Linked DNA regions of Gossypium hirsutum: regions 1 and 3 are each linked to region 2. A link is a contact called in public Hi-C data. All regions are on one chromosome and are shown on one strand. Each heading gives the region's core, a stretch centred on a gene start, on an enhancer-like site or on the middle of the called end of the contact. The rest is flanking DNA. Distances are from core to core; before and after follow the strand shown. Region 1 holds the start of LOC107923287 (GRF1-interacting factor 3). Region 2 holds the start of LOC107919393 (probable truncated L-gulonolactone oxidase 7, mitochondrial). Region 3 holds the start of LOC107923325 (probable L-gulonolactone oxidase 6).

Region 1 (3,238 bases), core at 159-2,658, 180 kb after region 2:
TCAATATGAACTTACATGGTCAAAACAACAAACAAATTGAATCTTTAGAGACTAATCAATAATTTTTGTTTCCCTCCAATTTGTTCCAATTCTTGATCAATCATTGTCGAAAGCTTAAAACCCTTGAAAGTTTTTTTTCTTATTCACTTATGATTGGTTGAATAAGAAGAGAAATTCTCTTTTATTCGACCACCAAATTATAAATATACTGATATTAATATTAAATTTAGTTAATTAATTAATTAAACTTCACATTAATTAAATTTATAAATTCTTAATCCTACCGTCCACTACCACCTCTTGAAAATGATTTATTTATCATTTTAGTCCTTAGGTTAATTGCAATTTAAGTCCTTAAATCTTTAGCCAATTAAAAATCTATGGTGATAAAACTTTTATAATTTAGTCCATGTATCCTAATTAAGCAATTAATAAACAAAATTGAAGCAGTAAACTTTAATATTCATTTATACTAACTCTGTAAATATTAAACTAGAATATTTATAGACTTGGTTTATGAAAGTGAAATTCCAAAACTGTCTTTTTTGATGCCACTAGAAATTAGACCGTTACAATCATGATGTAATTTAACAAATGAAAGCCTTAAAAAAAAAGAAATTATTGAAATTGTCTTTTATACTCAATTTGATACTAAATAAAAGATTCTTTTGACAAAACTACAAAATTTTAAAAAGAATATATATTTTGACATAAAATAACAAAACCATTAGACTTTTTTTTCCATTTTTATGAAACAAATTAAATTAAATAGATCCAGTTTTATTTGTATAAAAACTAAATTAATTTATTTAACAATAGAAAACTAATTTAAATTAAAGGTAAATTACATTTAAGGTCATTAAATTATTAGTAAATTTATGTTTTAGTCACTCAACTTCAAAATGTTAAAAATGGTCCTTAAACTATTCGAAAGTTTTCATTTAAGTCGCTAGACAGTTAAAATTGTTGTTGTATAACCTTCTCTGTTTGTATTGTCTGCTCCAATCTAAAGCTCTTCTTCCTCTTATCTTCTATAGTTCAATTTTTTTTCATGAAACTACTTTAAACATTACGAATCTACGAATCAAAATCCAAATAATGTCTTCTTTGATCTTCAACATTGACCATCAAAATGACTTGGATCTAAGATATGTCTTACTTGTTGATGGGTATTGATCCACCATAGCGATCATCAAATCAAAACTTAACAACATAGTAACTTAAATAAAAACTTTCGAATAATTCAATAATTTAAAGAGAAACTTTTAAATAGTTCAATGACCGTTTTGTAACTTTTTGAAGTTGAATAACCAAAACATAAGTTTACTAATAATATAGTGATTTTGGTGTAATTAACCCTTAAATTAATATTATACACAAATTAAATCGAAAAAAAAATCATTATTCGGGTGAGTTTTGTCTTTCAACAAACAGAACACAACAAGACATGGACCAAATCTAGCTTCTTTTTCTTCGGCTTTATCCATTTTACCCTTTTTCTAGGATATTTATATATCCCCCGTCTTAAATTCCTCAACCATCGTCACTAAGTAAAAACCCTATTTCAAGAATTAAATTAATTTGAAAAAAAAAACAAAAAGCAAAAAACGGAGGACATCCTCCACACTCATCTGCTCAAACACGGTAAAAAAAATAGTACATACCCTTTTTTTTCCATTTTTTTGTTTAATATTTATCTATATTTGATTGAGATGTTTTTTTGGGGGAATTTTTTTTCATGGTGATTAGGTTTAGGGTTTCTTTTGGAGTAAAGTAAAAGTTCACACGAAGATGCCGCAGCCACCCCAAATGATTCCTGTCATGCCTTCATATCCACCTACTAATATTACTACTGAACAGATTCAGAAGGTGTGTATATTTGTATATATATTTTCTTTTTTTCGTTATTGTCCATGTATTGTGTTTAATGTTAGTATGTTATAGTTATGGGGTTGTTGAGGAAGGAGATGTTGATCTCGAACTTGTAATTTTTTTGGGTAATCTTTAGTTATGTATGAGATAGAAGAAACCCTTTTTTTTATCTGTTCCAAAAGAAAAACAAATGAAGGCCTTTTGTTGGATTTTATGAACATAACGTTTATGACATGGAAGAGTTGATTGTGCTTTTAATGGTAGTTATTTGGGATGGAATGGTGGTTGGTATTCAGTTTGAAAAGGTGCGATAAAATTGATGAGTGAAATAGAGAAATGAATGGAAGTTATTGGTAATGCGGAGCGATATAGTTGGACCATCTTGAATGGTGAGTTGCGTATGGTGTAACAAACAGTTATGCTTGATGTTGGGGGAGAATGAACAGTGTTTTTGCCCTTTTCGATTTGATTCTCAGTGTTTTGATTCTTTAATGCAATGAAATATTTGTTTGAACTCAATGATTTGAAAACAAAAACCGATAGATCTGCTCAAAGGCATACATGAAATCCAGCTATTCTTTCTATTCAGCAACTTCTTATTGAAGGGGCTATCCTTTCCTTGGTTCGGTCCTTTTTTCTGTTGTGCCTAAACTCTAGAAAAACCATATATGGTGTAATGTATGGCTTTACTGTTTCTGTTGTTTTTGTCTGTTTTCGCTATTTGTTGTGTGTATTCACAATATCTTTCACTTAATGCTTAAAAATGGAGTATATTATGATTCATTAAGTTCTTGTATTTTAATTTTCATTCTTACCAGTATCTTGATGAGAATAAGAAGTTGATTTTGGCAATTTTGGACAATCAGAATCTTGGAAAACTTGCTGAATGTGCGCAGTAAGTGATTTATAAATTTCAGTTTCTTCTTTTATCTACCTTAGTGGCGCATGCTGCATCTTTAAGTTAATGTTTGAGGTTTATTATATATGTTTGCTTTAAGTTGGAAGCGGCTTGTTGAAAGTGCTAGATGCTGTAGGATGTATTATGGTTCACATACCTCAAACTGAAGTATTTAATGTTATCGTCAATTAGTTGTAAATTCTTCCTTCCTAGATAATTGTGTGTGTTTTTAGTTGAAAGTGGGACTCGAATTGGGAGTTTCCTAGATCCAAACTGGGATGAGTCTTCTGCGGATATGTCTGAGCCTTGTAATGCATATACGGATGGTAAAATCTCCACTCCAACCAAACCCGATTTGGTTCTTGTTGCCATTTATCTTGCATCAAGAGCATTTATAGAACTAATTAATGATCACTATATTATTTGTCATCTGTATACATTAGCTTGGTTTTTCTGCAAATGTGCTAT
Region 2 (2,972 bases), core at 156-2,655:
TAAATACATTAGACTAATCAGACATGTATAACAATATCATATTCAGAACAGAATATCAGACTAACAGATCACATAGTTTTAGGGTTTGGTTAGCCCTTACTGACTCTACGATAAGCCCACAATCGATCGGAACGACCCGTATAACCCTAAGAAAAACTTCAAAAAAATGGGCCCACGCGTCCGTGTGCCCACACGCCCAAATTGGCCTTGCCCGTGTGACCCACACGGCTTGGCCCAAAACCCACATGCTTGTGTGGCATGCCCGGTGGGTCCACATGCCTATGTGGGCCCATAAACCCAACTTGGCCTAGCCCGTATGGCCTATACAGCCACACCCACACTACCACATGGCCATGTCTTGTGCATGGTCATGCCTTCGTCGACCACACGGCCGTGTCTCACACACGGCCAACCACATGGCCAGGCACACACTTGTGTGGCATCGATAGAATAGTTTTTTAGCTTTTGTCGAAGCTCAATTTTCTGCATTTCGAGTACACACTTAGTTCATTTTTGCAACGAAAATAATCTTCAGACCACCCAAACCTAAGAAACAACATCCAAATTCCTAAATTCAGTACACACTTGTGAAACTCAAACCAAAAATATTCCACAAACGGAGCCTTACAACATCAAACAATGAACTCAAATACTTACCACCAACGACAGAAACCCATAACGCTTAAATTGATGCCGGAGCACCAACCGATTCTTACCCTTCCCCTAACTGAGATAAACACAAAACCCCCCATTAAAACACTAACCTTGAAACACTAAGATCGTATCAATACAAGACTTACCGAACAATACAGTCAAAATTTGCACAAAAGGAGGCAAATTTGGAAAAATCGAGAAGGAGAGGAAGAGACGAAAATAGAATAGAGGAAAAAAGGGAACAGAAAACGTCAAAAAGAGAAAAGGAATTTTGGGAAAACAAAATAAAATAATTAAAAGAAATAAAATAAAATAAAATCTTTTAAATTACTAAAATCCGACTAATATCCTCCCCACTAATCCACATCCAACTACTCAAGAATTTCGATTCTTTTCAACTTCTATCAGATGCCCAAAGTAAAAATTATCACCTACAACTTATATAAGGATTCAAACACAGGACCTCCAACACAACAACCCCCTTACCACTCGAACCAGCAGGCTCATTATGATATGAATTAATAGACAATTTTCTATAAGTCCACTCAACAAGGGTAAGGCTTGGATCAAAAATAACAAAAATTGTCAAAGTGGGAATTGAACCCAAGACCTCTCACACACGCCCAAAACACTTAACCACTGAAGCAAATACATAGTTGTGTTAAATATTTACAGAAACAAAAATAAATTATTTAAGGCGTTACATCAGTAGTCAAAAGCTTCATCCATGATGTGAAGGAGCTAGTATCCATGGATCCCAAATCACTGTGCGGGCTAGAACTTTACAACAGTGTCCTCATGCACTACGTTAAAGCTTCCTCCGCTTACTTAGGCAAGCAAGAATACGTCGTAGATTTCGACATCACCTGTTACAAGAGCAAAGACCCTATGGCTCCTAAGCTTTACCAGGACGTGTTGGAAAAGATCGAGCAAATGGCTTTGTTCAAATATGATGCGTTGCCGCATTGGGGGAAGAACCAGAACTTGGTGTTCGATGGGGTGATCAAAAGATACAAAAATGGTGGAGAGTTCTTGAAGGTTAAAAATACGAATAGACCATTGAGATTGTTTTCAAGTGAGTGGACTAACCAGAACTTTGGAATGACTGTGTATTTCTTCCCAAGATGTTTACTATGCTCCAAACAAGGGCTGTCTTGTAGGCCTGGGAAAACTTTTACAGATGCAAGAGTGTGCATTAAGAATTAGGGGTTTGATTATTTAGTTTATTCCTTTATAGAAAAACGCTATTCATATATGGAAAAAAAACTATCAACATAAAGAAAATGTGATTATTGTAAGGTGGAAGTCGATGGTGTAAATCTAAATAGTACTTCAACTTTGTCATTGACTTAGTATCTTATTAGCAATTTAACTTATTAAAATATTAACCACATAAAAAATTACGTAACCATGTAAATGGCCAGTGACTCGTATTTACAAGGTGTACTTTAATACCAAGTATAGCAACTAAAAGCACAAGCAAGAAAGTCAAATCTTAGTTTTGTCTGCAGGGTCGACTTTTGGGTTATGGCTGGTAAAAGTGTGCAAATTTTGGGTAAAACCGAATTAATTCGGTTAACCGATCGAATTCGGTTAATCGGTCGGTTAACCGAATTAATTCTGTCGATGGTCGGTTAATAATTTTTTGAAAGTTTACTTAACGGTTAATTCGGTTCGAAATCAGTCGGTTAACCGAATTAATCGAATTTAATAAATAATATTATAATATATAAGTATTCGGTCAGTTCGGTTAATTTTTTGGAAATATAAATTAATCGGTCGGTTAAGTCGGTTAATTTTTTTGAAAAAAATTTGGGTTCAGTTAAAGGTTAAGGGTTTAAAAAGGTTGGTTAATTCGGTTAATGGTAATTTGAGTTGATTAACCGATTGAACACCCCTAATAGCTGGACATAGCTTCTTAAACAATTGTTTTTATTTCATTTTTAATTTCAACTCATATTATCAAAAAAAAATTCCACATTTTTGTGGTGTTTTATTTTGTTCGCTATATTTATTTCTAAAATAATTAGTAGTTTAGTTTTACTTTTAGTTTTAGTAATTAATGATGTTTTTAGGAGATTTGTGAAATTAAAGTTATCACATATTTATTGAGAATTATTTTTGGATGGATTTAACATAATATAGCAGGGCGATGTGCATGTAAAATTGAAATTTAAAATGATGATAATAATCTGAGACTTAACATTTTGTACATCATTAATGCGATGCAGTGGGTCTCTTAGGGCTATTAGCAATTATTTATTTGTTGACTAGAATTAACAATCAAATTGGTTTAATTACAATGAGGTTAGTGTGCA
Region 3 (3,096 bases), core at 311-2,810, 180 kb before region 2:
GGAGCTTTTTACGTAATTTTACTGACAGTGCATCCTGCTTGAAGCTTTTTGGACAATATTTGTTCAAAAACGTCTTCTCAAAATTACTTTTTCAGATACTACTGTAGCAAAAAAGCATCCACGTGGGAGTTTTTTTCAGTAATTTTGTTGATAGTGCATCCTGCTTGAAGTGTTTTGGATACTATTTGTTCAGAAACTTCTTCTCAAAATTATTTTTTCAGATACTATTCTAGCAAAAGAGCGTCCATGTGGGAACTTTTTTCAATAATTTTGCTTACAGTGCATCATGCTTGAAGCATTTTGGACACTATTTGTTTAGAAATGTCTTCTCAAAATTATTTTTTCAGATACTACTGTAGCAAAAGAGCGTCAACGTGGGAGTTTTTTTTAGTAATTTTGCTGATAGTGCATCCTAATTTAATTAATTAATCCTAAAAACCCTAAACCCTAATTTAATTAATTTTTTAAATTAATAGTTAATTTAATTAATTAACCCTAAACCCTAATTTAATTAACCCTAAAACCTTAAACACAATAAAACCCTAACTCTTAAAACCCTAACCCTAAAACCCTAAATCAAGCACAAAAAACTCTAACCCTAAAAAAGGGGCAAAACGTGTCCCTGGGGGAGCATTTTGCCGACACGTCCCCTGACTTTGCGCTTACATGAACGCATTTTCGGGGAATTCAGACCTTTCTGATAAATAATAAAAAATTGGCCCATTTCCATAAATAATTTTAGAAATGAGCTTTTTTAGTAAATTACCCTAAAATAGTTGTTAAATTTAGAAATTTTTTAAAGCGGCAGAAATGAATTATAAAAATTTTGAAATATCTTTGTTTTTTTGGGTCAGTACTAAAAAGGGTATTTTCTATATATATATTTTGGGTATTCACCTCTGCTAGTGTCACACGTGTTTAAAATTTGACGGGGTGATTTCAATACATTCTATATAAACTTTACTGATTCAATTTAGAATATTTTAGAGTTTGAGATGTAAGGTGAAATTAACCTTAAAAAATGTATATGACGATCAAAGAAAGAGAGGAAAGGACAGTAGTTTCTCTGTTTTGTGATGCATGTAAACAAGTGAATACAGCAAAGAAATCTCTTCAAATTAACTCCTTTTCCCTATTTGGTTGTTTTCTAAGTACGATGATAGATGGGAAAATGAGATATCATATGAACTGGTCTATTTGGTGTGTTTGATTTCGACTATTCAAATGTGATTTATGTTAATTGATTTTTTACTCCAAAATAATAATAGCCGTCCTACATACTACTTTTAGTTTCATCCCCAGCTATGAGGTTGGAGCATGTGCAGCCAATGGATTTGTTTTACAATCTAAATAATTTCACTTGTGCGTAACTTGACACAAAAGAGGGCAAAAAGTAGAAAATGAAACGCAACAAATTACAGGGACTGCAAATTCCATTGAAACACACACCTTATCATTAACTTAAAAAAAATATCAAGAAATAATAAAATAAATATTAATTTTTGTAGGGTTTATGATTATTTTTTCAAATAAGAACTGTTGCTCCATAAAATGCCATTAAGAAAAAGGCAATTAAGTAACGTTTTCAATAGTCCTTAACTTGGAAGCATTTTTGAAAACATACTTGAGTTTATTGCGAGAAGCCCCTTCTACGCTAAACAAAGTGTGAATTTGCGGGTAAATACGAAATATTTTAGAGTGGAAAAATCAATCGATTATAAAGCCTCTGTCTATTAGTTTCCATCAACCATGCCAGCTATACCAATGTTGTTTTCAAACAAGTTCAATGTGCTTCTCCTATGGAAATGCCTCTGTCTGTTAGTTGTTTTAGTGGGTTGCAATCCCCCAGGGGAGCCCGTCAAATGTTCCACCAAAGATTCCAACTGCACCGTCACAAACTCTTACGGCATGTTCCCCGACCGAGCCATTTGCAGAGCGGGGAACGTGGCTTACCCAACGTCAGAACAAGAGCTGGTTTCGATCGTATCGGCGGCAACTAAATCCAAAAGGAAAATGAAAGTGGTGACACATTTCTCTCACAGCATTCCCAAGTTGGTCTGTCCCGACGGCCAAGATGGGTTGCTTGTTAGCACCAAGAACCTTAACCGTGTATTGAAAACCAACACGGAGGCAATGACGATGACTGTGGAGAGCGGTGTGACGTTGAGGCAACTGATTACTGAAGCAGCTAAGGCTGGTTTCGCATTGCCTTACGCACCGTATTGGTGGGGATTGACCATTGGTGGCCTTTTAGGTACAGGCGCTCATGGGAGCTCCTTGTGGGGGAAAGGGAGTTCAGTTCATGATTATGTTGTGGAGATGAGAATTGTAAGCCCTGCAAAAGCTGAAGATGGATATGCTAAGGTGTGGGTGTTGAATGAGAGAGACAAAGATCTCGATGCAGCTAAGGTTTCGCTTGGAGTTCTTGGGGTAATCTCACAGGTAACTCTCACTGTCTTTCAGCTCCTCTTTCTCCATTTTTTTATGGATCCTTAAGTGTTTATGGCCATTATTCTCCTTGGGATGACATGAATTGATAGTTTGATCATATGATTAAACTATATTCTACGGATGAGAGCTGGAAATTCAGGATCCAAGAAACCATCCACCATAGCTGTCACTTATAGTTCTTGGCCAAAATGGTAGTGGGCAAATCTATGAGGGTGGGGTTGCCGGGCGAGACGGTCCCCCTTACTTTTCTATAAGGAATAATTTTACTATTATCTTATGAGTAAACTGATTACATTATATTCTTACTTTACATTGTATTCTTAAGATATATAATTAATAATTATTAAACAAAAATAATTATTTAAAAATTAAGAACAACTTGAATAATTGTAAAAGGGGATTGATTTTTTTGAGAGAAGTTTTCAAATGTCATCTTTGAAGACACCATGCCTGCTTCTATTGAGAATTGTGTACGGCTCACTGAGGTGGACTTACGGTCACCCACAAAGAAGCGACGTGTGCGTCTTGCCCTTAGTGGGATTCGATCCCCTATCCCAATCACAGCTCTTTGCGTGTAGGGGGTGGAAAAAGAGGCCAGACCCTCTCCAAGAGATAATATATTTCATATTAAGGGAGCAGGTCAAT

What was found. Hi-C and Micro-C count contacts between places; a contact is called where the count stands out from the background.
Region 1: a contact with region 2 is called in a Hi-C map of leaf, with 2.3 times the contacts expected there. The contact joins the promoter of LOC107923287 here to the promoter of LOC107919393 in region 2. A contact is called at or near these places in 3 of 34 Hi-C or Micro-C datasets (anther, leaf and petal).
Region 3: a contact with region 2 is called in a Hi-C map of leaf, with 3 times the contacts expected there. The contact joins the promoter of LOC107923325 here to the promoter of LOC107919393 in region 2. A contact is called at or near these places in 8 of 34 Hi-C or Micro-C datasets (anther, callus, hypocotyl and 2 more).

Annotation. Positions count from the first base shown.
Region 1 is chrA12:82,301,139-82,304,376 of Gossypium_hirsutum_v2.1, reverse strand. It overlaps LOC107923287 (GRF1-interacting factor 3), which reads left to right and starts at 1,408. Exons shown (of 5, transcript XM_016853496.2): 1 at 1,408-1,644; 2 at 1,750-1,869; 3 at 2,691-2,767. The coding sequence starts at 1,792.
Region 2 is chrA12:82,480,126-82,483,097 of Gossypium_hirsutum_v2.1, reverse strand. It overlaps LOC107919393 (probable truncated L-gulonolactone oxidase 7, mitochondrial), which reads left to right and starts at 1,405. Exons shown (of 1, transcript XM_016848869.2): 1 at 1,405-1,860. The coding sequence starts at 1,405. The coding sequence ends at 1,860.
Region 3 is chrA12:82,655,434-82,658,529 of Gossypium_hirsutum_v2.1, reverse strand. It overlaps LOC107923325 (probable L-gulonolactone oxidase 6), which reads left to right and starts at 1,560. Exons shown (of 4, transcript XM_016853532.2): 1 at 1,560-2,442. The coding sequence starts at 1,750.